Regions from separate parts of the Sus scrofa genome. Here region 2 is linked to region 1. The links are chromatin contacts, called in public HiChIP or PLAC-seq maps. All regions are on one chromosome and are shown on one strand. The core of a region is the stretch at or near the end of the contact, and the rest is flanking DNA. Distances in the headings are between cores, read along the strand shown.

Region 1 (3,426 bases), core at 382-2,881:
GGTAAGGACATGGGACACTTTAGCTTGTTCCTAAATGCTTTCATCTCATTGTGTTCCTGTTGCCCCTGTTGAGTTCCAACTTTTTACTAACAGGAATTTAAAAATGGGTTTTTGTTAAAGGGACAATATTAATTTAGAGTTACAACATATTTTACTCATTTTTTTACTCATCCTTGCTTTTTTCCATGGGTTTATTTTCCACCATGCTGAAGTATATTCTTTAGTAATTCTTTCAGCAAGGGTCTGAGGGCAGTAAATTCTCATTATATTTGAATTTTTAAGTTTGCCACTCATTCTTCAAAGATCACTTAGCTGCACATAGAATTTTAGCTTCATTATTTTCTCTTTTCTCTCAAAACTTTGAAAATATTATACAGTTTTTTCTAATGTATTCTTACAACGTAAAGCCTACAGGTGGTACCATTGTTTCTTTGCAGGCAGTCCATGAGTCTACACTTCTGTCTGAGAATCTGAAGATTTTCCCTTTCTCTTTGATGTTTTATACTTTCATCACACTATATTAGTGTGATTTATTTCACTCTATTCTCCTTGTGATTTATTTCACCCTAAGAATGTATGTTTCGGTTGTGGACCATTTGAAAGCATCATCTCTTGAGACATGCCTCCACCTTCTACCTCGTTCTTTGTATTCCCTGTTTCAGGAATTTCTACCAAATGAGTGGTGAGGTGTCTCATTTTACACTCCATGTTGTCTCTTTGTACTGCATTTGAAGTGCTTTCCTAAAGTGTGCTTTCTGATTTATTAATCCTCTGTCTGTTTTTAGCCTCCTGCTCAATACATCTATTGAAATTTTTTTTATTTCAATGATTCTGTTTTTCGTTTTTAGAATTTCTATTTGGTTCTCTTTTAATCCATCAATTATTTTCCAAATTTAAAGCTATTTACCTTGAGGAGTCCCTGTCATGGCTCAGTGGTTAACAAATTCAACTAGGAACCATGAGGTTGCAGGTTCAATCCCTGGCTTTGCTCAGTGGGTTGAGGATCCAGCATTGCCGTGAGCTGTGGTGTAGGTCCAGATGTGGCTTGGATCTGGAGTTGCTGTGGCTGTGGTGTAGGCCAGAGGTTGCAGCTTCCATTAGACCCCTAGCCTTTGAACCTCCATATGCCACGGGAGCAGCCCTAGAAAAGACAAAAAAAAAAAAACCACTATTTACCTTGAGACGTCACATTTTAAAAATTTTGGACTTCAGGTTGGCAGTTTTCCATGGGACAGTTCACTCTTACATCTTCCTGACACACTTCAAAGCCTCAGACATGAAAAGTAAACTGCTTTTGGGAAGTGCTGTCACATGCCTGAGTTGTATTGTTCAGATTAAATTGTACTTTTCACTTTCAATTTAAAAAAATTATTAAAGTACAGTTGATTTACAGTGTTCTGCCAGTTTTAGAACTTATCACAGTGCCTGGCACATTATATGGACCCATGAGTATTTGTTGACTAAATTACATCATTTGACCCTTTTCTTCTCATGAAGTATAATAATGTGGCATTCTTGATTACACACAGGTACTCTAGACTGAACATTTCTAATCCTTACAACAACCCTACAATGCGGACCTTGTTAGGTGTCTTTACAGGTGGATATACTGAACTCAGAGAGGTTAAGTCACTTGCTCAAGCTCATAAGTGATAGTTCTGGGATTCAAACCCAGGGCTGCCCTAGACCAGTTGTCCTCAACCCTGACACCCCACCAAAATCACCTCATGATCAGGCTTCATCTCAGATCAATAAAATCTCTATTTCTGGAGATGGGCTCAGGTATTTTTCTTTCATTCTTTTTTTTTTTTTAAGTTTTTAAATATGGGAACTTCTCAGGTTTCCGAAATTGAGAACCACTGGCCTATTCCAAGCCCTTCTCCTATTGCAGATTGGGTAACAGGGTCAGAGAGAGGACATTATCATTTCCTAAAGCAAAAAGAATTGGAACCAGAGCTCAAATGAAGAGTTTCTAATCCATGTTGCCCTCTGGAGATGACGTGAAGTTGACCGTTCTTCCAAACTCTGTTGTACCACACGGACATGGCAATGCCAAAGAGCTCATACAATAGTCCTTGTGTGCCCCCTGGTGGGTTAAAATGGTAAAAAGCCACTACCGTGGGTAGTATTTAGTAAGTAAGCTCTACAGACTTTTGGATTGCCTAATCATAATGATGCCTGTAGGTTTATACCAGCCGGCTCGTAGCTGGTGGCACTGTCATCCTCATATGTGGCAGGAAGAAAACAATATAATCAACACGAAAACACAACCACTCTGGACTTGTACAGCGCCTTGCCTCTAAAGTCTTGCTATAAGATGCCAACTTTAAATCAAATAAGGAACTCCTTCATCTAAGATCTCTGGGAGAAATTTTTTAAATCTTACAATAACCCCCCATTTTTTTTTTTGCTTTTTAGGGCCACAGGTGCAGCATATAGAAGTTCCCAGGCTAGGGGTCAAATTGGACCTAGAGCTGCTAGCCACAGCCACAGCCCACAAGATCCTAGATCCAAGCTGGGTCTGCGACCTACACTCCAGCTTATCATACCTTTTATTAAGGCAGTAGAATCTTGTGGTTCATATCATAGATTTTGGAGTTAAACCCATCTGAGGACAAATTCTAGCTCCAAGATTAGTTATTTATGTTTTAAACTTTGGTGAACCACATGGCATCTTTAATTTCAGTTTTAGCGTCTGTAAAATGATCATTATAATGCCAAGTTCATACAATTGTCATGAAGATTAAAGGTGCATGTAAAGTGCTTGGCACTGTGCCTGCAATGCATTAACCCCCGCTCCACCCGCACACCCCACAAAAGGTTCCTGTTCCTCTTACTAGAATGCACCACATTGGGTGCATTTTTGCCAGACCCGGATGAAACTCTCCAGTTAGAGGACGATGTCCAGGGACATCTTACACAATCTCTGTGTTGGTGTCTGCTTCCCCTCATTCCCTCGAGGGAGAATCTTTGGCTCTCCGCTCCCCCCTCCACTACTGCCTCCCACCATCTCTTTCTTGGAAGAAGAACTTGGAACTCCAGTCTGTCTGGCATCACAATATTTGTGCACGTCACCATATTCGCATCCCCGGGCCATTCTTGTGTGAAAGGGATACAAGATGAGGAGAAACCAGCAAAGGAAACTGAGACTGAGGGATGGCTATGGCAGGCAGGAAACCAGGCACGTGTGTTATCCTAGAGGCCATGGAGCGCATCTCCAGATGGAGGAAGTGACCTAGTGGGTCAATGCTGTGGCAGCTCAGGTTAAGATGAGGACTGAGAATTGACACTCGGATTTAGCAAAAGCGGAGGTCTTTGGTCACTTTGACCAAACAATTTTGCTGTAGTGGTTGTGGTGAAATTCTGTGCCAAGTATGGAATTGGGTGCATCAAGCACTGAGTACTCATTTGAGGAGACTTTCTGTA
Region 2 (3,376 bases), core at 796-3,295, 230 kb before region 1:
TGAGCCCTCCTGCGCTTGCCTTGCTTGGGACGCTAGGGAATGGTACCCAGAGGGACCCGACTCACCAGCTTGGGCCAGAGGAGAGGTGTTTTGGCATCTAGCCGTTTCACCAGCAGGACGGGAGGGCGCAGGGGCCGGGACAATGGGAACCAGGAGCAGGAACGCAGTCGGGAGGCTCCGGGTCTCTCCTCTCTGCTAAGTTCTCTCTCAGCCCTGCTCCCAAAATGCTGGGCATCGGTCTGCCAAAGCCCGGCTCTATGCCAGAGGAGGACTGCAGGCTGGCTCAAGCTGAAGAAGTCAGTATGCAGGGCATGCAGCATGCCAGGGAGGACCGTGTGCCTTCCCATATACAACCAAAGAGCGCTCGGCTTTCTCCTTAGAGCAAAAGTGGGCTCGGCTAAGAATGGAGGTCTTAGGTGATCAGATGCTGACGATTCCAGGCGGCTCCTGCCTCCTTGTCTGCAGCTCCTTTGTTATGCATTCTTGACCCATTTATCCTAAATCCAGGCCCCCCTGCCCTCCTGGGGCACAGCTGTGAGCCCTGACTCAATGCATTGGCCACACCCCTGGGTTTGGGGCCAGCTCTCTGTACTTTCCAATGTCTGTGAAGCTGCACGGGGTCTGCAAACGCCTCCCTCCCACCCCCACCTCAGCCCCACCTCATTGGTTGGTTTATCCCTTGCCTCTGGCCAGACAGATTAACACCCCCACCACTTCTACCCCAACAAGGCAAGTGAAGCAACTCGCTTCCTGGTCTTCTGCACAAAACAACACATGGCTCACCTGCTCTCCTTCTCTCCCTCCATGTGCCTTTGACACCCCGAGCTACCACCACTGGAGAGCCCCTGGGAGCCACCACAGAGGGAAATGTGCCAGGACTCCCCACTCCTGTAGCCCCCATGCTTTTGAGCGCCCCCAGCTGAGCCAAGCAGAGATGAACTACCCCCACCCCCCCTCCAAGCCCTGCCCAAATTGCAAAGTTTTGCCCAAAATAAATGGTTGGTGTCTGCCCTGTGTGTGGGAGTAATTGAGACCTGGCCGCAGAAAACAGAAACACCCAGTGTCATTATTGTCCCTTCCTCACATTGTGGACTCAGTGCAGCCCTTAGTTATCTTCCTATAAAATATCTTCCATCCAATTCCAGTCCTGATTAAATATTCCTTTGCCAGCTCCCAACATCGATGGCCACAGGACGAAGGCTGGAGTCTTTGGCACAGCAGCTCAGGGCACGGCCACCCAGCCTTATTTCCACCTGCCCTGCAGACCAGAGCCCAGGTGTCCTGTGCATGCCCTGGCTCTGTGCCACCGTCTCTTCTGCCCTCGGACCCCAGCCCTGTCTCCTTTTCTCACTCATCCACATGCAACTCACCTGTCGCCTGCCTTTCTATTTCCCTGCTCCTTTAGACCAACAGAGCGACCTGTCCCACCCACGAGTTTGACATTTACTTTTGTGCTATTGTGGTCCCTTCTGGTCTTTGCACCCAGACTCTGAGCTTGGAGGGCAGGGCACAGAGGGCAGGTGCAGCCTCTTCTTTGTCTCCACATCTTTCATCTAACACAGAAAGGGTATGTTGAGCTAACACGCATGTGTTCCTTTAAGCATGTTTCTGAGTTATTAGTGAGGCTCTGGACATTCTCCACATGCTGAGAATCCTGAAGAACCACCTGCTCTATGTGGTCCCCACCAGACTGTGATGGGCTTTATCTCCCCAATTCTGTATCTCAAATGCAAAGAGAGCCCCCCACCCACCCCCCGCTCTGTTTTCATCTGCTGTCCTGCTGCGTGGTCATTCTCTCAGCCGTGCTCAGAGGTTTTAGGTCATAGGTTTAGAGGCTGACAAAGGAGGCGTCCTCAAGCGTTGCCTGCTGTGACCTCGCTCTCCTAAGCCCCACCCTCCTGGCTCTGACCCTGGGAGAAATCCCAACCTCTCCATCTGGAATGGGGCCTTGTGAAATCTCTTGGCTCTTTAGCATTCGAGTTGGACATGAAGCTCTCCTCAGGTGACTGCCTGACAGGGGCACACCACCCCTCCCTTCTCCATTTACTGATCCCAGGCAGGAGAGGGCACCGGGCTCTGAAAAGACCCAGTGCCCACCCGGCATCAGCACAGATGGCTCGCTCTGCCCAAAAAGCACTCAAAGGGCTGCAGGGGAGGGGGTGCCCAGCTTGCATCTGGCTCCGCTGGCATTTCACCACGACCTTGGGAAGAAGCCCCAGTTCTCAGTTCTCGTTTTCCCAGCTGGTAACAAGGAATCCTGTAGCCAGCCCTAAGCAGCATTCATAGCATATAACTAAATAGCGATGAAAGATATAATTAGGTTCTTGAAGAAACGCATTTTGCATAAGGTGGGGATGTTACTAGGTGAAGATTTCACACTTATCAGCCGTGAATGCCCAGTGTTACTGTCCAGGGAACACATGTAGGCAGTGGTGTTTGTCACCAGAGCCCAAAAGCCATGGACTCCCCTTCAGATATGAGAGGCACAGGTGACTGGGGAAGTGACTGGCTCTGCGTTTTCCCTTTATGACATCTGTGTATTACTGAAGTATGGCATCAGTTGTGCATGTCTGCACCTCTGTGGCATGTGCCCGAGACTGAATTTGTGAATTCCCTGGGAAGGGGGAGCGATGATGTGACAGAGGGAAGAAGCGGGAAAGAAATTTTTATTTTGCAAGACAGAAACTACTGACAGCTAATTCAATGATTTTTTTTTCTTTTTTCTTTTTATGGCTGCCCCTAGGCATATGGCGCTCCCTAGCCAGGGATCAGATCTGAGCTGCAGCTGCAACCTATGCCACAGCTGCAGCAACACCGGATCCTTAATGCACTGTGCCAGGCTGGGGATTGAACCTGCGTCCCAGAGCTCCAGAGATGCCACAGATTCTTTTGCACCACCGCGGGAAACCCCTAATTTAACAAATTAAAAAAAATAAATAGGGAGTTCCCATTGTGGCTCAGCAATTAACAAACCCGATTAGTATTCATGAGGATGTGGGTTTGATCCCTGGCCCCACTCAGTGGCTTAAGGATCTGGTGTTGTCATGAGCTGTGGTGTAGGTCACAGATGCTACTCAGTTCCTGAGTTACTGTGGCTGTGGTGTAGGCCGGCATCTGCAGCTCTGATTCAACCCCTAGCCCAGGAACCTCCATATGCTGTGGGTGTGGCCCTAAAAAGACTAAATAAATAAATAAAGGGGAATGGATATTGCCTCCCTCCCAGGAGAAATGAGATCGAGAAAGTACATAGACCGTCGAGAGACAGAAGGGCAGGGATCTCCCCTGGCTCCTTTGGGGAGCCCCTCTCAGTGGCTTTTCTGGAAAGGCTGGGACAGGACAGCTGAAGGGCCCTGCTGATGGCTGTGGACGCTTACTA

Evidence for each region. HiChIP or PLAC-seq counts read pairs in DNA pulled down with a chosen protein or histone mark.
Region 2: a contact with region 1 is called in an H3K27ac HiChIP or PLAC-seq map of skeletal muscle. The contact joins two enhancer-like sites. A contact is called at or near these places in 1 of 5 promoter capture datasets (liver), 26 of 47 Hi-C or Micro-C datasets (adipose tissue, alveolar macrophages, brain and 14 more) and 1 of 2 datasets of contacts at active chromatin or transcription factors (skeletal muscle).

What each region holds. Positions count from the first base shown.
Region 1 is chr9:26,753,221-26,756,646 of Sscrofa11.1, reverse strand. No RefSeq gene overlaps it. Among named protein-coding and RNA genes, the nearest start is that of PIWIL4, 51 kb to the right of the region's middle. Within about 2 kb of position 1,631, at least 2 of the 83 cell types and tissues checked have an H3K27ac peak or open chromatin away from gene starts, as enhancers often do. A contact at or near this core is called in skeletal muscle, where this site is marked.
Region 2 is chr9:26,983,045-26,986,420 of Sscrofa11.1, reverse strand. No RefSeq gene overlaps it. Among named protein-coding and RNA genes, the nearest start is that of CWC15, 63 kb to the left of the region's middle. Within about 2 kb of position 2,045, at least 7 of the 83 cell types and tissues checked have an H3K27ac peak or open chromatin away from gene starts, as enhancers often do. A contact at or near this core is called in skeletal muscle, where this site is marked.